2 separate regions of the Mus musculus genome follow, and region 1 is linked to region 2. The links are chromatin contacts, called in public Hi-C maps. All regions are on one chromosome and are shown on one strand. The core of a region is the stretch at or near the end of the contact, and the rest is flanking DNA. Distances in the headings are between cores, read along the strand shown. Region 1 overlaps Robo1 (roundabout guidance receptor 1). Region 2 holds the start of 4930567J20Rik (RIKEN cDNA 4930567J20 gene).

Region 1 (6,214 bases), core at 1,056-3,555, 1.7 Mb before region 2:
TAGGGACTGATCTAAGTGTTCAGAAATTGAATAAAGGCTGTGGCTGGTGAAGAAGGCTCATAATGGTGAGAGCAGAATATTGTAAACATGAAGAAGCACAAGACACAGAACTGTTTAACACATTTATCCCATTGAAATGTACGAGACAGACTTCAATGAGTGAACCAAGGTTAACCTGATATCACAATTGTTTTGTCCCTAACAACCACCACCGTCACCATGAAATGAAGCTGACATGCAGAATGTTTGATGATTTTGAATTTTAAAAGGTGCGTTGGAGTTTCATTTATAAATAAATAGTATTGAACTTGCTGTCTTTCTGTCTTAGAATGGTCTCCTTCCTTCCTTCCTTCCTTCCTTCCTTCCTTCCTTCCTTCCTTCCTTCCTTCCTTCCTCCCTCCCTCCCTCCCTCCCTCCCTCCCTCCCTCCCTCCCTCCTTCCTTCCCCCTTCCTTAATTTCCTCCCTTTCTCTCTCTTCTTTCTTCTTTTGGGATGGTGTGTGTATGTGTGTGTGTGTGTGTGTGTGCGCACGCGCGCGCGCGCGCACGCTCGCGAGCGTGCATGCATGCATGCATGTGCATGCATGTGTTTGGGATATCTGCATTTCTGGGCATATGCATCCACATGTGTGTGGGGTGTGTGTGAGAGCACACACATGTGTGAGCGTGCATGCCTGCCCATGCATGTGAGTACAGAGTCCACAGGTTGATGTTGGGTGCCTTAATAGTGCTCTGCTTTGCTTATGACTCAGCCTCTTCCTGAAGCACAGATTTTAGGTTTGCCCAGTCCAGACAGCCAGCATGCCAGGAAATCCCCTCTGATCTCCTGAATGCTTGGATTACAGGCTCAACACCTCATCCACTCAGCTTTAACATTGGTTGTCGGCACACAAACTCCATCCTCCATACTTGTGAGGCAAGCCCTTTATCCACTGGGCAATGTCTAGGACTTTGGAATGATTTTTTTCTCTACTGAAATATATACACGGGTTAAAAAATAGCATCATCACGCTATAATAGTTTCAGAGTTACTGGAAAGTTACTCAATATCGTATTGCTGGTGGCTAATCCAGAGAGATACGTGAGTTTGATATCCAAGCTTGGCACACATGCTTAGAATAAACACACATGGCAAATGCATTCAGTCAATAGTGTGTGTTTTCTTTTAATTGAAAATATACTCTTTCCCATACCATATATTTAGCTTACAATTTACCCTTCTTCTCCTAGATCCACCCCACCTCCCCATCCATACAACTCCATGCCTTCTTCCTTCTTTGATTTATAAAACAGGCAAATAAAAGGATAAGCCAGGACAGAGACAAATAAATGTTAGAGTAAAAGAAAAAGCACAAAGAAGCATATGTGCACACACAGAGACATAGCACTCATAAAACCTTAGGTCAGTCTATCTATCTATCTATCTATCTATCTATCTATCTATCTATCTATCTATCTATCTATCTATCCATCCATCCATCCATCCATCCATCCATCCATGCATCCACCCACCCACCCACCCACCCATCCATTTTTCAAGACAGGGTTTCTCTGTGTTGCCCTGGCTGTCTTGGCACTCACTACGTTGACCAGGCTGGCCTCAAACCTGGAGATCCATCTGTCTTTGCCTCACAAGTACTGGGATTAAAGGCACCACCACATAGCAAGACTGTTTTTAATAATAACTTAAACCTAGTGAAAAAGGACTAAAGAAGAAAAATTTTATTTTAATTGAATAAAATTATTGTAAAATGTAAAACACTTGAAAACTGTTATGTCTTAAAGTCACTATTTTATTGAGACTCTAACACAAGTATAGAGAAAGAAGCACAAAATTAGAAAAACGTTCCCATCTCCTGATTGAGACAGCTTAGCATACTTAGCATGCTTAGATTTCTTTAAAATGAATTCAAGTTGTTTGTTTAATTTCAGGAAATTGTTTTCAATTATTAAGCTTTAAAATTCTGGATGTCAGAGTTTAAGAAAGAAAAAAAGATGCAAATATATGAGAGAGAATTCTAACAAGTTGTCTGACTGAAGGAGTCTGGCTGCCAGAGGAGCTAAATTTTGGATGCATTAATTTGCGAATCTGGATGTGTCATGTTCAAAGTTTTATGCACCAAAGATTTTCACAAGCTGGAGTCACACTTCAATTTGTTCCTCGTTTATCATGCAATAATTATTAGTTTTATGCATTCCCATAAAAAGAAAGCAATTAAGTGAAATCAGCGGCTATGTGCTTGCACCCCACGCTTCCAGTTCTCTTCCTTGCCATCTTTCCTGGTGTGAAGTTTGCCAGTAGAGCGAGGAAAGGAGAAAGCTGAATTTATAAGCTTGGCAGAAGTGTTTTCGATACCACACTGAAGGGAAAAGGAAGCCAACAATTCCTTTACTCGGGCTTTTAAACATCCTCTCTGTAATATATACGGAGGCTTGCTAAAATCAAATTGCAGATTCTTCCTGGTAAATCCACTGGGCATTTATAAGACCACCTATGTTCCACTGATTATCAGTACGGATACATATTTCCAGACATTAATTGAATTAGCAACAGAGGGCTTCACTCCAATTGATTATCATTATGTCTAGCGCTAACATGGCTGACATTTGGTACTATTGCTATATTTAGAAGCCATCAAATGTCAGGGGTCTATTATAACTTAGGTCTGATTGCCCAGAGTTGCTTTATACAGTATCAGGTATACTTCCCCAATTCTACCCTAACCCGGTTTACTGATGGGTTTTCTTGCTGTCAGTTATGTCTGCACCATTTTTACTGTGGGGATAACAAAAACAAAGCAATAGAAAGACACTCCCAACATCTGCCATGTGTCTTGTGGTTAGTTTCTTAATCCCCAGTTTTCTGTGTCGCTGGCTTGTGTATATGTGTAGTGTGTGTCCTTGTGTCCTTAATGAGCATGAACATGCATGGAGAGAGCAAAGGTTGAATCTGGTCTCTTCCCTCATTGCTTTCCATGTTATTTATCAGGTCAAAGTGTCTTGGTTAATCAGGAGCATCCCAATACAGGCTAGGCTAGGTACCCAACCTCCCCCGGGGTCCTCTGTCACTGCCTCCTGAGTGCGGGGACTGCAGGGGGCTTTTACATGGGTCCTGAGGATCCACACTCTGGTCCTTACATTTGCAGGGATGCTTTTTACACTGAGCGTCTCCACATCTTTAAATCTATAAAATGAGGGCATCGTACTTGTTGGAACCAGCTCAGGAGCACCCAGTGGATACTGAGATGAAACAGTAGTCACGGATGTGCTTAGGGAACTCCCAAAGGCCAGACATTCTCATGTACTCTACAAAAGCTCATATGTCAATCAGAGCTGGAAATATAAGATTTCATTAAACCACTTTCATAGGTCCAGGCCCAGAAAACAAATCCACAGAGGGTTCACCAATGGGTGTAACATACTAATGGAACGCTTTAGTTTGTATCAACACATATGGCCCATTGATAGGTAAAATCTAAACCTACAGATTGTAAGGCAGATTTCAAAACAGTGTCTAATACCTTACACTGGAATTATGCAAGAGACATATCAGGCTCTAGTAGAGAGAGTGCAAGAATTGGAACAGTGTAATGAAGTGAGTCATGGATTGTCACTCTAGTTACAGAGTGGTTCACGTATGAAAAATGTATATGTGTAATCAACGAACATCCAAGTAAATATGTCAATTGACATCTATTTTCAAGGGCTTTAAAGAGCTGTCTATTGAAAATGGAAGATTTTGGGGATACAGTATTTATAAATATTCCTTTTAGGAATTAGGGACCAAAACTTTAAAGTCAAGCGACTTGTCTAAATACAAAAGGAGCTGGAGAGCAGTCTTGTTTTACTGCGTACCAGACTTATCACAGGTGTATACAAGTGGTTTTAAACATTGTTGTTGTTTGGTAATCATTTTTCTTGTAATCTCGTAGTAAGCAGATCTAAATGTGTGCCTGCTTTGTACAATGTCAGTAAAGCTGACCCTCAGGTATAGGCATCGTACCATAGACGCTGCTGCTCCCTTCCTGCCGTAGCCTTTCTTCTGCCTTTCCCTTATTGTGTTTGCCAACAATACAGACGGTCAAGAAGACAAATCAAATCATGTGGAGAAGGTGCTGTGTCTGCAAGCCAGGTCAACAGACTAGGCAGTATAAAAAGATTGACATTGCCAGGATTCACTATGATTATGGCCATAGCTAAAGGACAAGTCCACGGGGGTGTGTGTGTGTGTGTGTGTGTGTTTACTGTGCAGGTCAGAGCTCTACTTTGGGTATCTTCTGCTATTGTGCTACACATTTTTTGAGACAGGTTCTCTTGTGAACCTGCAACTCTTTTATTGACAAAACTGGAAATTGGTCTGCCTAGTTCTGAGTTTGCAGACCTGTGGCCCTGATGGGATTTTTATGGGAGTCTGGGGGTCCAAACTTAGACTCACAGGCTTATACAACAGTTAGTTTATGGAGTGAGCCATTTCTTTGTCCTAAAAAGTCTTTGCTTTTAATTATGAGAATAGAGATACTTGGAAAAAATTCAGCAGTTTTGTTTATCTTACTTTATAGATAGCCATATGCAATTATAAGCATATGAGCAATTTTTAAAACTCTACTTTCTATTAGGTGGTCCTCACGGTTGTGATCTAATGGTCATAATGCCCAGCATGTACCAGAAATGCATTGTCAGTGTAACTTACAAGATGTGTCATAGGCAAGGATAAGATACTGAAGTTTTATGACAGTGACAATCCCGGTTTTTAATTCTCCCTAGGAGCTAGCTGTTTTGTTTTTTGTTTTTTTGTTTTCTTCCTGATACTCAACAATATCTACTAAGCATCTATCATGTTACATCTGGGGTGGATACTAGGCAAATATTCACTTGACTAACCAGAAAATGGCTCAAATTTCATGAAACTTGGACTGTAATGAATAACAGAGGAACACACAAGATACAGGGTGAGACATATGGAATTATGGGATAAATCTGTGTACAGATGGCAGGGATGGGGGCATAGGATTCGTATTTAGTGGGTGAGGGCAAACTCCCGGCAGAAAGTGAAATTCAAGGTAGTATAAATACGCAACAAGGGGAGACACAGAAGCAGCACTACCCAGAGAGGCACGTAAGCAGCGTGGTACTCAGAACGGAGTCTCTGGAGTGTCAAGTGTGTACTGTACAGCACACTGAAGGACACTAAACATCCCGACACCTCCAGGACACTCTTCAAAAATCGTCCCCGAGAAAGCCGCCAAATTCAGTGTTAGCTACAGAAGTCCAACTCAACTTGGAAAACTGAATGTTTTTCATTGAAATGAAGCATAAAGAAGAAATATGTCCACAGTTAAAATCTACGCACTACACAATGAAGATAAGAAAGGGAGACAAGGGGTGCATAATATATATAATTTCATTTATAAATAAAACATGTATATGTTATATCATTTATATATAGCCTCTGTATGAAGAAGTAAGATCTTTTATTTTCAGCTGGTAGATATTGTATATAAAAATTTCAGGGTAATTTACTAAAACATAAAAAAATGAAGGACTTTATCAAAGTTGCTTGATGAAAAGTTAATACACAAAAATTTAACTGCATAAATAAGCACATTCTTCCAACCACTCAGAAATGGAAAGTTTAAATTCACACAGAAACACATGAAAAAATCAGCTGTAATTAGAAAGTATATGCAAATTTATATTCTGAATACAATGACATTACTGAGAGATATTAAAGAAAAACTGAATAAACTGAGATGTGTATGGGAAATACATGATTTCTGGGTGGATGAATTCAGATTAGGAAGAATCGAAATAAAAAACCTTACAGCTTTGAGTACAGTATGTAGTCTTTTATAAAAACAGATTCATCTATTTATTTATGCACATGAACGCTCTATCTGCATCTACCTCTGTGTGCCAGGAGAGGGCATCAGATCACACTATACATGGTTGTGAGCACCATGTAGGTTGCTGGGGATTGAACTCAGGACCTCTGGAAGAGCAGGCAGTGCTCTTTACTGCTGAGCCATCTCTCCAGCCCTGAGTAAGGTGTATATTCTTATCTGATTTTCTTTTTGGCCGGCTTAGCAAAACTAAAATAAGAAATTCAAAGCTGACTTGCATCAGCCTTTAAGACTGACTCTAAGCTATAATAACCAAGTCTATATGAAATAGAGCAAGGAGACCTGTAGACAAGAAAAGAGACTATGTATTGTGCA
Region 2 (6,094 bases), core at 2,667-5,166:
TCTAGACTCCAATAAGCAGGTAAATGGGAAAAGAAACATAAATAGGAAAAAGAAACTAGATTGATGATAGATGGATGATAGATAGATAAATGATAGATAGATAGACAGACAGACAGATTTTTAGATAAATAGATATGAACACAATAGAGTATAATTCTACCATGAATAAAAATGAAATCCTGTTATTCATGAATCACAAGAAAGAGACAGAACTGTTGGGAAAAAGACATTTAAAAGAAAAGAAAAGCAATTAAATTCGAGTAAAATTGCAGTTTAATAATTGTATTATTTCAGCAAAAGCAAATTTTTGGAGGCATATGGATGGTAGAAAGCTCAGGAGACAGCCCAGATCTGTACCTTTCTTGGATTCTTAATGCTCGCTGCATCTCCATCATCTTTACTTGTAAGTCGATTATCACCCCCTTCTAAACAGAACAGCAACTTGCTGAAATGGTATTTAAAACTTGATTTCTTTTTCTTCTAAAGAACAGTTAGTTTGCTTCAGTCCGCATAGGTTTACCTGCCATTCATCACCTTTGTCTTTATTGATTAAATGACTCTAGTGACTCTGTATTCAGTCCAACACCTCTCTTTCTAAAAGGTAGGACTTTGAGAAAAGATGTACTTTCTGAGACCAAATGGACCCAGGGCCACAGCTGACACTTTATTCAAAATCTATACTGATTGCAATAACTGGATCCATCATGTGGCCATCTCCATTGATTGCAGGGATAGCTGATGACTCAATTGACAGCCATTTTGTCTGGGAAAACCCAGAAAGATTAAAACCACCTACATCTAGAAACAAGAGAATAGAAGTGAAAAGGCAAAAACAGAGAAGAGAAAAGAAAAGAAAATCAGTAAAGGAAAAGAATAGTAGGTAATGAGTAAAATAATAACAGTATTATTATGAGTAAAATCTAAGCAGTATTTTTGCAGTTACTCAAACCCAAACTATGCCACAGGTACTGTAAAAGCAACCCCAGATACAGTAAGGTTAAATGATACTTCTGATATGCTGGGTTATAGAAAATAGAGTCGTAATGACAGGAATCCAAAAGCATAGAGTTGCAAGGATAATACTGAGTGAAACTTACTTTTTAATTTAATATTTTAATTTTTTTTATTCACTTTACATCCCTCTCACTGTGCCCCTCGCAGTCAACCCGTCCTACAACCCTTCCCCCATCCTTCCCTGTCCTTCTCCACCTAGGTGGGGGCCTCCCTGGATAGCCCTGTATCCCTGCACGTTGAGACTCTGAGAGACTAGGTGCTTCCTTTTCCACTAAGAACAGACATGACAGCCCTTCTAAAAGAACATATCCCATATGTAAACAACAGCCTTTGGAATAGCCCCTCCTCCAGTCCTTCCGGACCCATATGAAGACCAAACTGCATATCTGACAAATTATGAAAACAGAAATGTCTAAAAGTCTTGAAGAAAGTCATCCAAAAATATATTTATGTTTATATTTCTACTAAGTTACACCAGTGTCACCTAAAGCAATTTTTCTTTACCACCAAAATTTTAAAATCCAGAATTTGAATTTATAAAAAATGTAAATAAACATTTTATACTGTTGGTTATTTATTATTAATATTAAATTTATAAAATTAATTTCAGGAAAGCTTGGTGTATTTAATAAGATTAAGTTACCTAAAACAACTTTATTCAAAGAACTGTAAGCAGAAAGGAATATTTTTCAGAGTAGTGAGTTAAGCACAAAATAACTGTACCATTTTTAGTAATATTTCTGGTGTTAATGTCTGAAGTTACCAATTTTTAGTACACTGCTGCTTCTGAAATAGTGCATCCTTTACTTATTTTCTTATTACAAGGTTGCCACTGAGTTTTGATTGATTTATTTTCAAATAGATTTTAGCATTGAATTACAATGCATGATTAAGTAAATTTTTAGAGTAATTCAGGTGTGTCTGACAAAATTGTTTAATATGGGATCAGCTAGTTGCTAATATGGAATCCTCAGCCCTGAATTCAATATCTTGCTTGATCATGCAGAAGAGGGTAAGACTGTAATAGCCAATGCTTGTGTATGCTTTTAGGAAAGAGTATTTTCCAGACACAACAGGGGATAAGAAAATGTGAATTCACAGGCTGGGGCAGGATGCTCATGACCTGCAAAGTTCAAGCTGGACAAACTTTGCAGCACTAATGAAGATTTGTGGGCACAAATTTCCTCCTCCAATTGGAAAATAGTAGCTGTTGGGAGATGCAAAATCAGTTTTCTTCAGATGGGGGCACTGGGCATATTAAGCACATTCCAGGGCAGGCATCCTGCTCACAACATGGAATCCATCTTCTCTTTAGTCCCCTGTGTCACTCACTCTATGTATCTCTGTGTGCCTCTGTTTCTGTCTCTGTCTCTGACAGCTTTTCTGTTTCTGACTCTTTCTGTCTCTCTGTATGTCTCTATCTTTGTCTGTTTCCGTTTCTTTCTCTGCCTACCCACCCCTTCCTCTCTTCTCCTCTTTCTCTCTTGTCTTTAGACAGTCTTTAGACAGCTCAACATGGCCAGGAACTCACTCTGTAGACCTATCTGGCCTTGAATTCACAGGCATCCACCTGTGATCTGTTTCCCTAGAGCTGAAATTAAAGGCATAAAAGTCCAACCCCTTTCTTTCTTTCATGCTTTCACTTTTTTAAGAGTGAACAAAAATATTAAATATTGTTATTCTTAAAACAAACATGCACGTGTACATACTGAAAGTACACAAAATGCCTCTGAAATGCAATCTCTATGTAGTTATTCTCCTTATTTCATGTTTTAAAACTTTTTATTGGTACCCCGGTCCCACTCATCTTCCCATCTCACACCTGCCCTCTGTCCTTGCCTCCATCTCACCAAAAGAGAAAAAGGAAAAAGAAAACAAAGCAAACAAACAAACAAACAACAACAACAACAACAAAACTCTTGTTGAAACTGTAATGTGACACATTGTGTCCCAAAGTAGAGACTTTTGACCACACTTCTTTGCTTTCAAACGTTCATTACACTGAGTCATTGGTCTGGTTCAAGGCCTCTGTCTCCTGCTACATTTGCAATATGGGAACCTCAGGGGCTGTCTTTTGGATATCCCGTTGTTGCCTTGTGTCATAGAGATGCTGTCGTTTTGGATCTGTAGGACTGGCCCCTGCATGCACTCCAGCAGTTCATCAATGGGGTAGATGTTGGGATGAGCCAATTCAAAGCCCTGGAGCTCACTAGCTCTCCCACACTCACACTGCCAAGGCAAGCTCTCCTGCCCTGCCCAGGCTAGGTCATCCAGTGCTACAGACAGAAAGGAGCAGAGCCACCGCTCCTGTTCTCATGCCATCAGGATCATCTCTACTCTATGGCTCAGGCAAGGTACAAGGTCCCCTCACCCATGTGCTGCAGAAGGTGAGGGACAGGGACAGCTCTCCTGCTCTCACGACTCTGGGTCCATCTCTCTTTTCTGCCATAGGTGGCAGGGGGCACATGTCGAAGTGGGCATCTTGTTCTTCTCCTACTTCACTGCCCAGCAGACAAGATGCAGGGACAGCTTGCCCATGTTCATACCCTCGGGCTGGTTCACCAGCAATACTCACAAGCAAAGAGGAACAACTCTACTGTCCTTTCAGGGTCATGTGCCAGTTCTACCCAGCTGGTTAGGGACGAGATGAGCGCTCCTTCTCTTAACTCCTCAGGTCCAGCACTCCCACTATGTCCATGTGAGTAGCAGACCCAGTTCTGCGCAGATCACATATATCAACGTGTCCATAATCAACAGCCCAGACCAGGGACGTGTGCCTGGCCTTTGGTGGCAACTGCATGGCCACAGACCTAGACATGGTCCTTGGCCGCAGCACAGGCCAAGATTCCATCATGGTCGTAGGTGGGCATCACTACCCTGAAGTCTCAGTAACATCTTTCTCCATTGCGCCCACATCCTTCTGCTTCTCTTTCTCTTCGGTTTCTCCACCTTTTACTTGCACCTCTTTGTGGCGTCCTGGGGTCTCTGTCTGGGATCATCTCTGAAGTGGACTCAGGAATTCTATATCCCGCCCATACCTTATGACGACAGGCAGGGGTCATCTCAGGCATGGTCTGCCCCACCCCCAGCCCTGTGTGGTGCCACACTGGTGGTCATCTTAGGCTCGCTACTGGTCTGGGTCCCTGTGGCACCATCCTGGTGGTATTTCAGGTCTCCATGTGCGGGTCTTCTTTTGGGGGCTCACTCCCTCCTGGGGCCATGGTTTCAGGCAGGTTTCTTCTCTCTTTTGTTTAAGAGACAGAAAAAAATATGAAGTTGGAGATCAGTTTGTAGTAGGAGACCTGGAAAGAGATGGGGATTTAAAAAAACAATGTGAGGTAAAGACGATGTAGTATGAAATTCTAAAAGCATAATTTTTAAAAGGGAAAATATGTCTTGAGAACTTAATATAGGAATGTCCACTTTAATATATACAAAATTAAATCTCTACCTAACGTTATTGATATTTTGCTTCTCTTTCTCAAAATTTAATTCAAGAAGAATCTTTAATAAAAAATTATACCTTTAAAAATCTTCAATTAAATACAATCACTGATGGTTTGCAGATATCTTTGCATTCATTTGAAACTAACATCTTATACATTAATCATAGCAGCTGAAAGTTAGCTGAGCGGATATAAGCGCTTGTCCACACACCTAATGACTAAGTTTGCATCCAAGGTCTCAAATGGTCGATGGACAGAACTCACTCACGGTACTTGTTCTTTGAACTCCTCACCTGCGTCACGGCAATTCCAAGGGCATACACCCACACATGCACAAACCCACTACACACACACACACACACACAGAGGCACGGACTAAACTAATAAAATAATAAATAAAAATGTTAGAATGAGAAATTATTATATATAGCATTTTAAAAATTCATTTTAATTTGTCGCGTCCGATCTCGACCAGCAAGAACGACACGACCACCAGTCCTTCTAACAGCAGTTTATTCAGTCCTGATTCTTCTTGTTTATATCTCCCCCGAACCCTGGGCCTCTCACTCCTTTTATACTCTCATCCATGCACAGCAGGCCACGCCACCTCACCAGGCACGCAGCTTCAGCTAATCAGGGCAGCAGGGGCATATCTCCATCAAACTGGATTCACCGGTATCCTGGTGCACCTGCGCAGCTCTCAAGATGTTTGTGGCTTATATGAGAAAGTCAGGTGCAAGTCATACGACTTAGCTACAGTCCCTGGCGCCTTTGGGACTGCCACCACACTCACTCCTAACATTAATTAATGTTTATATACTATAAATAAACAATATCTTACCTTAAACTTTGAGGACAAATACTTTGAAAACATTTGTTTCTACTATAAATTATATGCTACCATAATTCAAAAATGAATTGTATTCTATTGAAAATAAGTATAAATGAAAATTTTATTTAAAAAGTATAATGTAACAACCTATATTTAATATATCATATGATCACTTGCCAACATAGAAACATTTCCTTATCTTTTATGTAACTTATTAATATGATATGTAATAAATATTTTAAACATTATTCATTTAAACAATTTTGTTACAAAAATTGTGTGGTAAATTCTGATGCCCGAGGACTCGGATTTGAGTCACATGTCCTGAGGTGTGTGATCACTACAATACTAATTAAAATAAAAGCAAGACATAATGTTACACTGTACTACCCAATTATAAAGCTTGTTATCAGAAATAGCGAATAGGTAAATATTTTTGCTATAATATGTACGTAACCATTTGCTCATATAGAAACACGAATGAAGTTTAAAATTATCAGCAGGTTATTTATGGTTTTCCTGGAGACATATAAATAGGGAGAGAGAGAAAGAGAGAAAGAGAGAGAGGGAAAGGGAGAGAGAGAGAGAGAGAGCAATATGCTACATTGTGTACCCGTATTTCCTTTAAATATCTCTACAGTTCAATTTTATTTGATACTTTATTTCGCTATAATTACTCTAAAAATTGTTTTCTTTTCCTTAATTTCTTTGAATAGAAATGACATTTTCCCTGTCTTTACTGAAGAAACTGACAAAGCAACACAAAACACCTTTCTGGACAATGTAAGGAAGCAAGCGGCTC

Evidence for each region. Hi-C and Micro-C count contacts between places; a contact is called where the count stands out from the background.
Region 1: a contact with region 2 is called in a Hi-C map of cortical neurons, with 4 times the contacts expected there. The contact joins the enhancer-like site here to the promoter of 4930567J20Rik in region 2. A contact is called at or near these places in 1 of 15 datasets of contacts at CTCF or cohesin (pro-B cells), 45 of 484 Hi-C or Micro-C datasets (3T3-L1-derived adipocytes, the AML12 cell line, the AtT-20 cell line and 27 more) and 1 of 115 datasets of contacts at active chromatin or transcription factors (astrocytes).

The regions. Positions count from the first base shown.
Region 1 is chr16:72,963,697-72,969,910 of GRCm38.p6, reverse strand. The region is part of intron 8 of Robo1 (roundabout guidance receptor 1); the gene reads right to left. Among named protein-coding and RNA genes, the nearest start is that of Gm52247, 7.3 kb to the right of the region's middle. Within about 2 kb of position 2,305, at least 1 of the 459 cell types and tissues checked has an H3K27ac peak or open chromatin away from gene starts, as enhancers often do. A contact at or near this core is called in cortical neurons, where this site is marked.
Region 2 is chr16:71,247,726-71,253,819 of GRCm38.p6, reverse strand. It overlaps 4930567J20Rik (RIKEN cDNA 4930567J20 gene), which reads right to left and starts at 3,916. Exons shown (of 3, transcript NR_040576.1): 1 at 3,590-3,916.